2 separate regions of the Mus musculus genome follow, and region 2 is linked to region 1. Evidence: chromatin contacts called from public promoter capture Hi-C data. All regions are on one chromosome and are shown on one strand. The core of a region is the stretch at or near the end of the contact, and the rest is flanking DNA. Distances in the headings are between cores, read along the strand shown.

The links. Promoter capture Hi-C pulls out the DNA fragments that hold promoters and counts their contacts.
Region 2: a promoter capture Hi-C map of cranial neural crest shows a contact between it and region 1. A contact is called at or near these places in 3 of 39 promoter capture datasets (cranial neural crest, hippocampal neurons and liver) and 1 of 130 datasets of targeted methods (pancreatic cancer cells).

The regions. Positions count from the first base shown.
Region 1 is chr19:10,180,895-10,184,389 of GRCm38.p6, forward strand. It overlaps Fads1 (fatty acid desaturase 1), which reads left to right and starts at 1,994. Exons shown (of 12, transcript NM_146094.2): 1 at 1,994-2,370. The coding sequence starts at 2,158.
Region 2 is chr19:10,867,982-10,871,476 of GRCm38.p6, forward strand. It overlaps Tmem132a (transmembrane protein 132A), which reads right to left and starts at 1,798. Exons shown (of 11, transcript NM_133804.2): 1 at 1,558-1,798. The coding sequence starts at 1,645. It overlaps Tmem109 (transmembrane protein 109), which reads right to left. Exons shown (of 4, transcript NM_134142.1): 4 at 2,679-3,495.

The sequences.
Region 1 (3,495 bases), core at 744-3,243:
TTAATTGTTCAAAACATGTGATAAAGGGACAGCAAGGCCGCTTAGCAGGTAAAGGTACTTCCTAGAAGCCTGATGACCTGAGTTTAGTCCCCAACACCCACATGATAGAAGGAGAGAATAGACTCCCGCAGGTTTGTCTTCTGATATCTACATATAGGCTGTGGCATGTATGGTTTTTTTCCACTGACACACACAGGTAAATACTCTAAATAAATAAATAAATAAATAAATAAATAAATAAAATTAAAAGATTTTAAGTAGTAAGATATAAGATAAATTTTTCATATAAAATTAATACTTCTTATGCCAGAATGGTTTAGCACCATTATCAAGAACGGGAAACTGAGGCTGAGGAATGTCCGTGCAGACAGTTTAGTTCTCACACTTAGCCAGAGCAAGAGCGAAACTCCAAGGAGAATAGAGATGTTTTGTTCCCAGTAAAGTTCCCTATTGCAGAAAGACCCACAATACACAGAATTGTTAGAGAACAGGCTCTGTGCCACAGTTGGCAAACGGCGCTCTAAAGAAGCTCATGCTTCCAGAAATAGAGATTGCTAGATTCACCAGTCTACACACTGCTGGTGTAACCACTGCTGAGGCTGTCACACAAACTTCACGATTGATTGCGTCCTACTGTCTCCTGACAATTAAGGCCACTAAACCTGTATAATTCTAATTAATATAGTGAAACACAGTGGTGCTTGCCTATGATTACAGCACTTGGGAGGCCAAAGCAGGGCGATCATTGCAACTTCGAAGCTAATCTGTTCATCACAGTGAGTTCCAGATCAGCCAGGGCTACTGCTTCCAGGGACAAAAATAACAACAAAACACAATACGAAACTAAGATCACTAGAAATAGAAAATGCTAAAGCTAATTGCAAATGTTAAACTACATACAAAGAAGGCAAGGCTGGCCTTTCTTCGTTTTATTTTTGTTTTAAAATCGTTTTTAAAATTGCATTTATTTATTTATTTACGTGTGTGTGTGTGTGTGTGTGCTGCCATGAATTGCAGGCAATGTAGGCTAGAAGAAAAACTTGTGGAAGTCAGTACTCTCCTTCCATCTTGTGGGTCCCAGGGATCCATTTCAGGTCACTGGGTTTTGCATCAGGCAACTGTTCCTCCTGAACCATAGAGCTATCATTAGTATTGTTATCATCATCATCATCACCACCACCATCATCATCATCATCACATTTTAGTTAGTGCATGTGTGTGTGTGCATGCGTGCATGTGTTAATTGTGTGTGTGTGTTCCTAAGTACTATATTCTTGTAAGTCAAAAGTGACGGCCAATCATAGCAGACAAGACTTCTGTTAGCGTTGGGCTATCACGTGAGCAAAAGCCTGGAACTGTAGCCAATCAGTCTCTTTCTTTATGTTAGTCCTCTTTCTTTCCACACATGCTAACTGCCCACCTTGCTAGGAAGGGGGATCTCTGAACGGCTACTGGGTCAGGATGCTGTTTTGTTTGCTAAAGCCACTGTGTTTAATTTGTCACGTGTTTCCTAGGGGCAGGAAATTGACAGAACGTTTGCCTTAGCACAATCTGCTGTATGAAACAGAACGTGGAAAGCAGTGCCTGTAAACCCAGAACTCAGGAGAGTCAGAGGTTCAAGGTCATTCTCAGCTACACAGTGAGTCTGGGGCCGGCCTGAGCAACATGAGAACTGTTTTCTTTTCTATATGTTCACACCAAGCTTCTATGCGCCCTTGGGACCTCCGCCTTAGCTACATCAAGCTGTGACGCACTCAAAGGAACCGTTATCCTATCAATCCCTACCATGCTCAATAAAAAAATAAATAAATAAATTCCGAAGTGGAATAGCCTGGAGACCACTTTCAGGCCCCGCGAGGGGGCGCGTCTCTGCCGCTGGAAGTAGCCTGAGTCTCTCCGGGGAGTGGGGAGTCTGTCTTTGCTACCCGAGAGAGGCGGAGCTCGCGCCCCACGCCACTCGGCTCAGCCAATGGGAGCTCGCGCCGCGGGGCTCGGCGGTCCGCGCCAAGGGTGCTGAAAACCCTGCGCGCGAACGGCGGTCTCCGGGCGCGCGCTCGAGGCAGCCCGACGCTCCCCTAGTTCGCGAGCCTGGCGTGCGCTGCCCCGCGGCCCGGAGCGCGCACCTCTCAGACTCCAGCTTCCCCCGCCAAGCTTGCTATGGCTCCCGACCCGGTGCCGACCCCTGGCCCGGCCTCCGCCCAGCTCCGCCAAACGCGCTACTTTACTTGGGAGGAGGTGGCGCAGCGCTCCGGGCGGGAGAAGGAGCGATGGCTCGTGATCGACCGGAAGGTGTACAACATCAGCGACTTCAGCCGCCGCCACCCGGGGGGCTCCCGGGTCATCAGCCACTACGCGGGTCAGGATGCCACGGTGAGAGCGGACAATAGGCGCATCTGCACCTCGGGGAGGGACATTGGCGGGGAGAGAGGCCTTTGAACCCGGGATGCAAGCGCCTGAGAGACCGGAGCGGTAGACGGTGGCCGGAGACACGCACACTCAAACAAAGGGCTGGTTGCACATCCGTGCTTTGCCTCTGGAGTCTCAAGCATGGGTTGGATAGGAGGGAATGAGCTTTCCAGGCACCCGTTCAACGGTACTTGCAACCTCCGGTGGTGGGAGGAGGAGTCTGAGCAGAGAGTGGGAGTCGCGTCCTGTCTGCCAGGCTAGGAGGGTGAACACAGCCTTGTCTGACCTAGAGAACTGGCCCTAAGTTGGGATTCGGAGCGGAAAGGAAGTGGGAAAGGACTGCTTGCGCTAGGGATGACACTGAGGACCCGGTGCTTGGGCATCACCTGTACATTGTGAAGCCCGGAGGGTAGGGTAATGAACCTGAGCCGGTCCAAGACAGCTTGCAGTTGGAGTCGTAAAACTGTACTCGGATTCTTAGTGCGAGGTCACTTGGGCCAGGGAGGTCGACTATTGAGGGAATAGGGCTCCCGCGCGATTAGACACTTCGCGGGGTCGCGTCCCTTTTCCGTTGTAGCTTACTGAAGGAAGAGTCAGTACGAACCCCAGCTTCTGTCTAGTGGCCCTGTTTTCTCTTTTTAGACCATATCCTCCCTCAGAGGCGAGGGCCGGACTAGGAATGACTTAGGACAGAGCATTCTTTGACAGGATTGTCATCTGTTGGGTCTCTACATTTGGGTCCATCTCCCTTTTAACTACCTAATGCCATCCCTCCGACCTCTTACTCCTTGTCTGCCAGTCTAACGTGCTCCCGGGGTCCTCAGGGTTCCTATTAAGTTGCCCATGAAGTTAGAGGTGGAGGGCCTTAGCGACCAGGCTAGAAGGAGCCGGTTTCTAGAAGTAACCACCCAGAATCCAAACAGCAGTGCATTCCTATACCGGTTCATGAAAGGATGGAGCAGACCCGCTCCGTCTAGGCTTCCCATTCTGTGTGGCTTGGGGGCCTAGGATTTCATGGCAAGGACAGCGATTGGTCTGGATGTGTGGTGCCACTGACCACGGACTCCACCTCCGCTTACAGCTTTTTTT
Region 2 (3,495 bases), core at 548-3,047, 690 kb after region 1:
TGAGGGTTCTCCAACCTGCAGTGGACCTGAGAGGCCAGTCAGGATCTCACCACCTAGCTACCCAGCCGTTCCATCCAGGGCAACCCCAGCATGCCATGTGGCCTTCACACTGTGCCCCCACCCTCCTTCAGGGTCAAGAGTACACCCTGCCTCCTCGAGGAAGCCTTCTGTGGTCATTCAGCCCCTTGCTGGACACCTTGTTCCGGCTCTGCTTGCTGCTACTGCTTTTCTAAGATGGGGAACAATCCTCCCGTTTCTCCAGAGTACCTGGAACCCCAAGTGCAGTCCATGGGCTTGGCTCTGCTGCCTCTCCTGTATTATGTGAACCCCAGGCTCTGTCTTACTCATTCTGTAATTCCCATGACTCTCCCTGAAGAGGTTTGGGGGATAAGGGGAGAGATCTGACTTTATGCCCTAGCTCTACTCCATGAAAGATGGGCCAGTCACCAGCATCTTGGAGCCTGGGTTTCCTTCCTCACTGGTACAAGGGGTGGGAGTATTTCATAACCCGGTGAGCAGGGGAGGGTTTTGGAAGCTTGGTGTAGATCATACTGGAAGTGAGATTGTTAGTGAGCCAAATGAAAAAGCTTTCCTTCCCTCACTGTGGAGGGGTTATTAGGACCCCCACTGGTTCTGCAGGGTTTGGAGCAGGTACCTAAAAGAAGTTCCAGAACCAGCTCTCTCAGCCCCACAGCTGAGCTGGGACGGCGGGGCTTTTCTCTAGAGTGCCCCCCCCCCGCGCGCGCGCCCGCGCACCAGTATCCCTAAGGGTAACAAGTGAGTGACTGTTGTTGGTCCTTAGGGTGGCTCCGGTCCACCTTCTAATTCAATGTTTCCATAATTACAAGATGCTCAGTAGCCTGACTCCCACGGACTTCCATGGTCTCCCATCACGGAGAATCCAGCCCTCTTGATGGGGGCAGAAAGGTAGAGACTACTTCGCCATCTCCCAATTCCCATAACATCTTCCACCTTTCAGCCCCAGCTTATGGCAGGCACGCGGTAGCTGCTGCCCCTTTCGTACTCAGTGATGGGTGCACCCACAAGGGCTCGGAAAGGCAAGGCTGGGACTCTCCCAGAAGACTCCAATGTTGGAGATCTCCTTGGAACAGGGAGAGAGAGGGGGAGAGAGAGAGGGGGAAAGGGAGAGAGGGGGGGGGGCAGAGGCATATCTCTCGGGTCTCAGGCAAAGAGCCTGTTTTGCATTCCTGTGACTAACCAGCGGGTTTCTGGGGACTAGAACTGCAGGTTAGGAAGAGGTGGTGCACGGGGAAGCAGGGCAGCCGGGTTAGATGTCGCGGCTGGAGAGGGGCTCGCAGAGGAGTTGGGACCGGGCTAGTGAAGATGGGAGTGAAAAGACTTTAGGAGCATCTAGGTGGTGCACAGAGAAGAAAGCCAAAGGGCTGTTGGCTGGGAACCGGTTTCCCAAGGTTAGACCTCTCCAGGGCATCGCTCTAGGTTTAGTTCTAGAGTCCAGTGGCTTGGGGGCATCAATGGCGCGTGGCCTCGGACGGACAGGGCCAGGTCGCCCCTCCCCACCCCTCCCTTCCCTCTGACCTCTCACGACTTCCAGGGCGAGAGCCACCAGGAGGCAGAACCAGGCACCGTAGGGCCCCCGAGGGGCCGCAGCCTTGCGTTCAGTCATCGAGGCGCACTCCTTCCCACCAAAGGAGGGTAACCGGCGCGCGGCTCAGGTGGCTGCAATCTGTCCCCACATCTCCCGCGCCCGCTCCGCGCCAGCCGCTGTGGCCAGCTAGTTCCCTGCGCCGCCGGCCCGCGGCTGCAGTTCCCAGACAATGGAGCAGGAGCAGTGGGGTGGGAGGGAACGCAGGCACATGGGCTGTCCCCTTCGCCCCGCCGGGTCCTAGTGCCCTGCGGATCCCAAAACCCAGAGCGTGGCCCCGTGCCTAGGGTGCCTAGGATTGGAATAAGGCAGCGTCCCTGGAGACTAAGCAGATTGATGTCCTCTGCCAGGAAGCACAAGGTGCGTTCTGGGATTCCTCGTGGAAGCCGATGATCAAGGAGAAAAACAAACAAAACCCGTTTCCTCTGCCTCATACCCTCCCCACAGGCATCTCACCTGTGAAGGCATCTAGAATTCAGGGACATAAGAGAACAGAGCTGCTGGGGCAGAAAAGGAGAGGCCAAACCAGGCCAGACCACCTTAGGCCATCCGTGGAGGCAGCTTGTCTCATGCCCAAACCTATCCCAGAAAGAGTCCCTAAGGATGAAGGGTGTAGGCTGGTCAACCCTTCTGAGGGAGTCCTGACTCCCAGTGCCACCTAGCCTTGCCCTCAGGTAGTGTTGGGAGAGGTCCAGATTTGGCATCTCCATGGCAACTTAAAGAGGAAAAAGAAACAGAAACGTGCCCGGGCCTTACACAAAAGAGCAGAACCACCTGGAGCCACATTGAGAACCTTATTCAGTAAATTCCTGAGTCTGGGAGGGAAGCCAGTTTTTCCAGGTTCCCCAAGCTAGCAATATAAGCACCCTGCAGGAAGGGGCAACTTCAGTCCCAACAGAGCTGCCAGATCTGCAAGCTTTCCAAGAGAGTGCATGCCTCCCTCCAGAGTCCTAGGGGGAAAGGTACCAGGTACATCCTGCCTTCCTGAGCCCTCCCTTCCTCCCAACAGATTTCTGCTAGAAGTCCAGAAGGAAGAGAGTTTGTCAGCAGAGACTTTTGAGTAAATACATTTTATTCAGAAGAAGATAATAAAATAGCATGCACTTTAAAACCACCAAGCGCTGATAAAAACATATCACTGCAGCCATGATTCCACATCAAACCTTCAGTAAGAATAGGCATTTAATCTTCACATCTTGTGCTGGACCTGGCATGGGTCATCTCCCTCCACCAGGGACCTAAAGGCCAAGGCCAAGGCCAAGAGTGAGCAAGTGGTGGAGAGGGGTTAGTGGCAGGCTCACTCCTAGCCCTGCAGAACAGATCAGGGCAAAGCCGTGCCCTTCCCAGCTACTGGGACACAACACTGACCAACGCTTGCTTCTGGATGGCAGAGAGTGGACAGGGGTAAAACTGCAAGACAGCAGGTCCTCCTGCCCTTTTCAAGGTCCCTGAAACCCTCAAGGGAGATTCGACAATCCCAGCAGGGCCGTTGCTTTGTTTGCTGGAGTGGGGATTCTGCAAGGGGCTCACTCTGACCACGAAGTAGCCACAGCACACTTTCCCACATTCAGTGTGGCAAGGGGCACCTGGAGGGTGCTGCTGACTCCTGCTAAGGCACTTGTAACAGAGCATAGATGCACAGGCCTCCAGGGACCCTTTCCTCCCCCTTCATCCTTATCTCCAATCTCCTACCCCTGCCCATTGCAGTGCAATGAGGAAGACAGAGAGGGCCGCAAGGGACTTGGGATGGTAGTGTGGCTGGGAGCAGGAAGAAAAGAGCTGGGGGGGGGGGGGGGGAGTGGTCAAACAGGAGCTTCAGCCTGGGCAGGCCTTGTGTAAGGAAGCAGCAGGTTAATCATCACGGAGATCAG